Regions from separate parts of the Sus scrofa genome. Here region 1 is linked to region 2. A link is a contact called in public HiChIP or PLAC-seq data. All regions are on one chromosome and are shown on one strand. Each heading gives the region's core, a stretch centred on a gene start, on an enhancer-like site or on the middle of the called end of the contact. The rest is flanking DNA. Distances are from core to core; before and after follow the strand shown. Region 1 holds the start of EIF4G2 (eukaryotic translation initiation factor 4 gamma 2). Region 2 has its middle 27 kb from the start of ZBED5.

Evidence for each region. HiChIP or PLAC-seq counts read pairs in DNA pulled down with a chosen protein or histone mark.
Region 1: an H3K27ac HiChIP or PLAC-seq map of skeletal muscle shows a contact between it and region 2. The contact joins the promoter of EIF4G2 here to the enhancer-like site in region 2. A contact is called at or near these places in 1 of 5 promoter capture datasets (fetal liver), 3 of 47 Hi-C or Micro-C datasets (embryonic fibroblasts, fetal skeletal muscle and psoas muscle) and 2 of 2 datasets of contacts at active chromatin or transcription factors (alveolar macrophages and skeletal muscle).

Annotation. Positions count from the first base shown.
Region 1 is chr2:48,665,253-48,669,594 of Sscrofa11.1, reverse strand. It overlaps EIF4G2 (eukaryotic translation initiation factor 4 gamma 2), which reads right to left and starts at 3,005. Exons shown (of 22, transcript XM_021083319.1): 1 at 2,859-3,005; 2 at 1,380-1,504; 3 at 990-1,055; 4 at 209-349. The coding sequence starts at 3,005.
Region 2 is chr2:48,595,739-48,599,697 of Sscrofa11.1, reverse strand. No RefSeq gene overlaps it. Among named protein-coding and RNA genes, the nearest start is that of ZBED5, 27 kb to the left of the region's middle. Within about 2 kb of position 2,192, at least 58 of the 83 cell types and tissues checked have an H3K27ac peak or open chromatin away from gene starts, as enhancers often do. A contact at or near this core is called in alveolar macrophages, embryonic fibroblasts, fetal liver and 2 more, where this site is marked.

The sequences.
Region 1 (4,342 bases), core at 1,756-4,255, 69 kb before region 2:
TGGATTTTAACCCAATGACTGAAAGCAACTGAGCCCCAAAATACCAATGCACTGCTTTTCAACTTAAAACCGGAAACACTGACATTTTGAAATACACATTTGGGCATGAACACTGCCCTAATCAATGGAGCACACACATAAGGGAAATACAGCTAATTCATTCTTCATCCCTCTTTTTAGTAAAAGACAAGAGACCTTAAAAACTTACCCTCTTACTTTCCTGAAGATTGCATCATGTCGTTCTTTTTCATTTGCGGAGTTGTTTGCTGCGGAGTTGTCATCTCGTCTAGTGCTTCGTGCAGGAATCCATTTCTGAGCGTTTTGCCCTGGGGTTTTCCCCAGGAACTCGCTTTAAAAATTAAGAGTTATAGTTAAGGTTAAGACAACTTAAAAACAGCATCCACTCACCTATCAAATGTCATACAGATCAGAAATCCTAAATGGAAAAACACCCCTTTACATTTTCCCTTACAACTGAGTAACTCACATATTGATGGGCATCAAAATCACCTGAAGGCCTTGTTAAAACACTGCAGGCCCACTCAGTTTCTGCTTTAGTGGGTCTGGGGTAAGGTCTTGGTAATTTGCATTTCTAGTAAGCTCCCAGGTGATGCCTATGTTGCTGTCCGGTATCTTGAGAACCAACAGTTTCTCATGTCTTAGCACCATGCTACGTGCATACAGATTTACTACTATACTTTAGCGTGAATAATGGATAGCTTCTGAAGTAACATCGGTGAAAATAATCCAAGGAGTAAGAGGATAAAACAGCAGTTTGAGAGCCTCAACTCACATTAGATATTAGACGATTTGGCTAAGGAATAGCCAAGAACTGATACTTTAAAAGTTTAGGATGTGTAGCAGAAACCACGTCCATTAAGATTAGGATTCCTGATGTCTTATTTGCATTAACTACAATGTTATGTATTAAAAATATTAACCTAAACCTGTTATTTACAAAAGCCACTTCTGTTACATGTTTACTATACCTGTTGCCAGCAGTCTTGGGATAGTGCTGAGGTGCACCCCTACTTCCTCCTCCGCCCGAAGAAGCACTATTTAAAATAAAAACTTATTTTAAGAGAAAATACATACCAAATATGTTTCACTCAAAATAGATAAAGGATCTCTTTATTTTGCCTTTTAGAAAGTATACCACATATAAAGACTTAACTTGGGCCCAACATTAAGCCAAGTAATTACATTTATCCTTCAAATAGCAAATAAACACATGGAAAATTTAAGGTCTAAAAAAATGTACATGGCACATTATAAATTAAACTTGCAGCACAATCAAGTCAGAATTACTTGGTGTGGCTACTCCTTTGGTTTTGTGACTAGTCTCTTCCCAGTAACTGCTAAAATAAATGTACACATACCTGAAACGAGAAGCACCCCCTTCTGCAATCGCACTCTCCACTTTGGCGGCTTGACAACGAAGAATCTTCAAAAGAATAATATTAATGGATGGGTGGGGAGGGAAGGGATGGGAGAAACGAAAAACCTGGAATGAGAAAAGAGTACCAAAATTAGACACCACTAACATACAAATCTATAAATCGTCTTCCATTATAATTTATTTCAGAGCCTGACACTGCAGTTGACTGAACTTACACTGCATTGCAGAACTCCTAAGACTCAAGAAGGTTCTCAAAACACAGGAAAATTGTTTTACTACCTGGAAGTTCTCGGTGTTTGAAGATGCAAGGAAGAACCTACACAGCAATAAACGAAGAGCTAAATGGCTAAGAACTAGTCTTTGAAAAAGCCACACACTACCTCCTTTACAACTAGACACCGAGATCAATAATAGAAAGTCTAACTCTGATACAGAGGCACGTTATGTGGAAAACGTAGTTGTTACTGCCTCCGGGACGAGCAACAGACTACATGAAGGGCTTAACTGAAGTCTTGGGTTCTCACCGCTGCCCATGCTCTGAACTAGGCGCAGAGGGCTCGCGGGAAGACGCGAGGCACCGGGTGCACAGCGCCTGGCACTAGGCAGGCGGAAGACCAGGGCCACAACATGGCAGCAAGAACCTCCACCCAATTTTTTCCCTTCCTGGGAACAAAAGAGCAGTGGATTCCTCCCACCCGGGCCGAGTTAGGAAGTGCTTCCGACAGCCTCCCGGCGAAGCTGCCGGGGGCAAGCCTCGGGGAGGAGCGGAGGCCGCCCCCGCGGCCCAGCGCCCGGCTCTTTGTTCTCAGGCAGGAAGACGGCCTCCTTCCCTCCAGCGGCCCCCTCCCACCCATAAATCCCCGAGGAACTGACAGCCGCCTCACCGCCGCCTCCCCAGCCGACAAAAGCTCAGAAAGCCTCGCTTTCCCTCCTCTCCCGTCACAAGAGAGGCCGCCGGGGCAGGCCCTTCGCTCCCCCACCGCGGGCAGCCCGGCCGCTCTCCCCGCCGGCCCCGGGGCCCCACACACCTCCCCGCCGGGAGCTGGGCTCCGGGACGCCTCCGCCTCGGCTGGTCCCGCGCCAACGGCCGAGCCCTCCCCGCCGGGCCGCGACCCTCCCCACAGCACGCGCGGCCCTGCCACGCTCTCTCCCTGGCCGAACACAGCCGCGCTTCGGCCCGCCCCGGTCCCGCGGGTACGGCCGCCGACAGCCACCGAGACTGTCGGGGGCCGCCGGCTCCTTCTATTCCATCAACAAGGGGAAGAGAAGACAAGGGCGAGGAAGTTCCAGGTGCCCGGAGCGCGGAGGAAACGCTAAAAAAGGGTCGCCCCACCCGGCTCCGCCTGCGTCCGCCATTTTGTACCACTCGAGAAGAAGCGGCCAGGGACGGCGGCCATTTTAGAGCGCTCCACTCGGCGGCGGCGGCGGCGGCGGCAGCGCCAGCGGCGGCTCCACTCACCTTCACCGAGAACTCAGCAGCTGCCGCCGCAGCTGCCTCCTCGGATCCGGTCGTCGGGACGGGGAAGGGAGGGGAAAGGGGAACGGAAAACAAAAAAGGGGGAGGGAAGGGGGAGGAAGGAGTCGGGACCGGCTTGAAACGCTCAGCTCAGAGGAGTCGCTGCTGCAGCCACCACCCGATACTCGCCGCCACCTCCATAGAGCTCCGACTCGCTGCTGGCGCTGAGGCGTGTCTGAAGCCGAACTTATCACTCTAGGGCAGCCGAACCCACCAGAGCCGCCCCGAATGGCTCCTTCGCCACCCAATCAACAGCCGGGCTGATGTTCGCCACCAATCGGCACCCGGCCGTGGGGAGGAGTCACAGAGCCAAGCTCGGTTGCGGCTCGACTCCGCCGCAGTGCGCAAAGCCATATTCGCGAAGGCTCTGAGGCCAAGCCAGTGGCGTAAGGGGAACTGAGCGCGGACGAGTTGCGGACCACTTGCGTAAAGTGGTAGAGCCCTCTGAGTCTGCGTTGGTGTGGCCGCCTGGTCTTCCTCCTGTCTCTTTGTTCCAGGAGTCCGTATCCCATGCTGGAGTTGGACAGTCCCTCTACCTGGTTTTCTCACCAAGAATGTGGGAAGGAAATTTGTCCTTCCACCCGACCCGATTCCTGTCCCTTGCGTGTGCGAGTCTTGATTTTCCTGGCGCCCCCGAGGAGCAGAGATTGCCCTTGGCAGGCTGGGCCTCCCTGGGAGCGGCCTGTAGGGCTGAGGCTCTGCGCCCCGGGGCGCAGCGCCCGGAATGACTGGTCTCCAGGTGCTCATCTTCGGCAGCCTTTGGATGGGGACGCCCGGAGACCAGACGGTGCACCCAAATGCGTTAAGAAAGCTTCCTTCAGCTCCCTATTTAGTCCACCCCCTGCAGAGTGAATGAGAAAGGGATGAAAGGAAGGGTTTTATTGTCTTTGTACCTCACTAGACAAGCAGCTTTCCCCAAGGGAATATCCGGCCAGCGGTGGTACGGGAATACCCAGAATATGCCAGAATTCTTTGGAAGAAGTGTTTGCGGAGCGCGGGCGTCTGGAGGATTTTAATTGCTAGCTCCTGATTTGTTTATTTTTTAAGCACGTTGAAGACTGACAGCTTTATATTTCCATTTTATATAAGGTCTATCCTACAAATAGGATTCGGCTTTTCAAAGCCGTCAAGTTGAACTATTTATACTTCTCAGGTAGTATTTTAAGGGAGAGGTCCAGTAAGATGAAGTATTCCATCGTTTGCGACATTTTAGCTATACAAAAATGGAGTCATGTCTCTATATACTTAAACAGCAGCTCTGTCCCCAGCTTCGTTTTGAACACAAAACGAAGTTCTTGATACAATGTGTGATCAGAAGCAAGAAAGTGTGTGCGCGCGCGCGCGTTTTACCTGAACGACTTTTAAAGAAAATGTCCAATAAAGAGGCAGGATTTTTATAGAGTCAAACTTATATTTGACATGTCAAA
Region 2 (3,959 bases), core at 943-3,442:
AAACAATCTGGTCCTTTGGAGTAACAGGAATTATGATGAATTTTGATAATGAACTTCAGTTCCTGTTGATGGGCATAATAAACATTAATGACAGTTTAAATTTTAAATTGGAATTATGGAATGATCCTTCTGTCCTTGTTTTACTTTGTTAGGAAAAATGTATTGAATGTAAGTATTTAGAATAAAGGCTGACATAGTGTGAATAATCAGTAAATGAGAGCCTGTGGCATCAACATTTACGACATGAGAGGCACCATTCCTGTGTGAATAAATTCATAGGCTCCTCCCAATAATGCAGTGAGGGAGGACTATTAGCATCACAGTTTTTTCATTTTGTTTTGTTTTATTTTGTTATTTTTTAGGGCTGCACCCACGGCACATGGAGGTTCCCAGGCTAGGGATTGAATTGGAGCCGTAGCCACTGGCCTACAGCATAGCAACAGCAATTCGGGATTCGAGCCTCTCTGCAACCTACACCACAGCTCACAGCAATGCTGGATCCTTAACCTACTGAGCGAGGCCAGGGATCAAACCTGCAACCTCATCATTCCTAGTCAGATTCGTTTTGACTGTGCCAGGACAGGAACTCCACATCGTATCCCAGTTTTGGAGATGGGGAACCAGGCATAGAGAAGTTAAATCACTAGCCTAGATCACATCACTAGTAAGTGGCCCAGGCACCAGAGTCTCACTCCTCAACAACCCTCCTCCCCAGTGCCTGGTCTTTAAGCAAAGTTCCCACCTCTGGGGCTTATGGAAATGAAAACCAAGTGGCTCATAGACCTTTTAGGGGAAAATAGTCTTCAGGTCCCTGGGCTGCCAGAGAAGAGGATGATGAGGGCTGGAGAGGAGAAAGAGGAGAGAGGGCATTCTAGCCCTGGTTTCTGTACCTTTTGGAGTGGAGGGAATGGAGAGGTTGGGAGTGGGGGAAACCCTGGGTGGAGTCATTTGTTCTTTTGTGGAGGGGCTAGTGGGACAGACAGGTCCCTAAAGTCAGACATGGGATCTAGCAGATGAGGAAAAGGGTCTGAACCATACGGGGCCACTCAAATTTCAGAGCCTTACAACCAGAAGGTTGTCGAGGCTGTCATCTGAAACTACACCTCCCTACCCTATGCATGCAATTTAGAGAGCAGGAAACAAGGACCTGAGATGACACGGGCTTTGCCTTCTGCTGTCCTGTGAGACTTCTCCTATACATAACCCCCAATCCATAGCCAGAAAAGTATCCCAGAGGTGAAGCTCTCCCTGGTCTCTGTGCCTGGGCTGGGCTCTGCTTGAGGCGGCATTTGCCTCTCCTCTCAGACCCCTACTCCCCCACGCTGATCTCAGTGAGATAGTGAAGAGTGGGTGCGGGTGGGTGGGCCGGGTATAACCTGGGCCAGACCAGAGATGCCCAAGCTGAGGGAGAGACTCTGGGGATCAGGACCAAAGTTGGGGCCAGCAGCCAGAGGCATGATTAGGGAGCACCCTGCCCCCCCCCCCCCCATCCCAGGTTCTGGAATCGGAGGAGGGCAAAGCAAGGCTGAAGCATCAGAAGCAGGCAGGGACCTTAGGAACGAGTCCTCACCCTCTGCTTTTCCTGGGAGCCCTCCCAGCTGAGGAAGTATGCAGAGGCTGGGGCTGAATCGTGGGTCCTCACCTGAGCCCAAGAGAGAAGCCAGCACTGTAGAAGCAAGTTGGGTCAGAAACATGTGAGAGGCTGTGGTCTAAAAAGGGAAACCCGAAGGGTCACTATGGTGAAGGGGCCAGAAGCAGCTATGGGAGCTGAGCTATGGAGCCAGGAATCTGAGACCCAGGGAGGTGAGAGCAAAAATAGTTGTCCAGGGTAAACAGGATTGGCCTAGAACAGGTGCTGCTGGTGGCTCATTCTGGTGGGCCAGCTGGGCTCGGTGGGAGTGTGGGCTGCTAAATTTAAAGGGCCAGAGCAGATACCAGTGTCCAAGAGACCGAATGGCTCAGTCTGGGAGCTACTATAAAGTAGCTCAGGCTGGATCTGAGACGGTCTAGGCACAGTTTGCCCTGGAGCTGGAGCTGGAGCTGGTGGACCGGGCTGAGGCTATGGGGCAGAGGAAAGCAGGGCTGGAGATGAGGATTGATCCTGATGGGCTGGGCCCTCTGTGCTCTGGGGCTGCATGCTGAGGCCTGCATGAGAAGGCAGGGCTGTAGGAGAGAGGGGCTGATGAGTCACAAGCCCCAGATGTGGAGCAGATGCTGCGGGGAGCTCTGGGCTGCTGTCAGCAGATATGACCACGCCTGGACCAGCTGTCAGGCTCAGGCCACTGGCCCCGTTCCTAGTGCACAGAGAGCCGAAGAACTTTCTCCTCTGTGCGTGTTCCCTCTTTGAAATGTTTGGGAGCCCCACAGAACCACATTTGGGCGAGCCTGAGTCTTCTCAGAGCCAGGTTTTTACAAGTTGATTTTATGACGCATAGGCAGAAGGCGAAACGCCCCAGTCGTTAACTCACTTCCCCTTGTGGGTGAATTCCGCAAGCGGTCGTATATCTGAGCTGGGGAACGAGCCACTCCAGCACACACAGGCTTGTCTGTCAGTGTACATTTGGCTGCTCAGATAAATCCTTGGCTCCTCGCAGGATGTCCCCGGTTCACCTCTCAGACCACGTGCCTTCTCTTGCAGGCAACTTTGCAGGCTTGCTTCCTGGAACAGGCCAGGACACAGGGAATGATTCTGTGGATAAGCTGTGCTGTGTCAGGCGAGGCCCAGAACACACATCTGGATGCTTAACCCCTAGCATCCCAGGGTGGCCAGATGGCTTAGTCTGTCCTCTGCCTGTGTCTGTCCTTTTGCTAGTTTATTATTATTATTTTAGTTCTTTCTTTTTAAAATTGAAGTCTCGTTGGTCTACAATTTGGTGCTAGTTTCAAGTGTAGAGCAAAACGATTCCGTTACATACACACACACACACACGTATTTTTCAGATTCTTTTCCATTACAGATTATTACAAGATATTAAATACAATTTCCTGTTTCTGCAGTAGGTCCTTGTTGATCTATTTTGCGTATAGTAGCAAACCCCAAACATGCGAACCCCAAACTCCTAATTTATCCCTCTCCTCTTTCCCCTTTGGTCACCATAAATTTTGTTTTCTTTGTCTCTGAGTCTGTTTCTGTTTTGTAAAGAAATTCATTTGTATCCTTTTTTAGATTCCACATATAAGTAATTTTATACGTCTTTTTCTATCTGACTTACTTCACTCTGATAATATCTAGGTCCAGCCCTGTTGCTGCAAATGGCAATATTTCATATCCTTTTACATTTTGCTGAAGGGCCACAGGTTTTAGGCTATTTCTGTCATCTTAAAATAGGGCTCTGACCATGTCTCCCAAGGAGGGCCCCAAGCAAACTTGTCGGCTGGCTGCCAAGACTGGCAGAAGGCGATGCAGAGCTGGAAATAAATGCAGGGTGTTTGCTTACAGATTCTTTCCCACCACATCATGGGTGAGTCAGATAACTTCTCACCCCAGATTCTGTTTTTACCCACTTTCCTACCCAGAGGCAGGGTGGGAGGCTTGGATAAAGCTGAAAATATATCCTCTAATTATCTCCTTTTGTCTTTGGGGTTTTAATGTAGAATCGGATTTCTTTCATTCTTTGACACAGTCCGGAATAATTTTTAACTTTCACACTCGCGTTCTGTTTTCATTTGTACTTGGTTGCGGAGAAAGCACCAGGAAGCGAGTCAAGAGACTTTGGTCAAGTCTCTGCTTTGTGTGTTAGTCACTGGGAGTTGGGGCAAGTCAGCCCGCCTCCCTAAGCTTCAGTTCCCTTGCAGGCAACGCCGGGCGTCAGTTCCCTCAGGAAGCTGTGAGTGTCCCTTGGGGCGAGGCAGGTTCCCCATCTCTGGAGTTTGAACCCTTGTTGCCTTCACCTCCCAGGTTGTTATTGACAGCAAGTTAGATCACTCCTGGAAGTGTTTGGAAAACTAAAATGCTACAT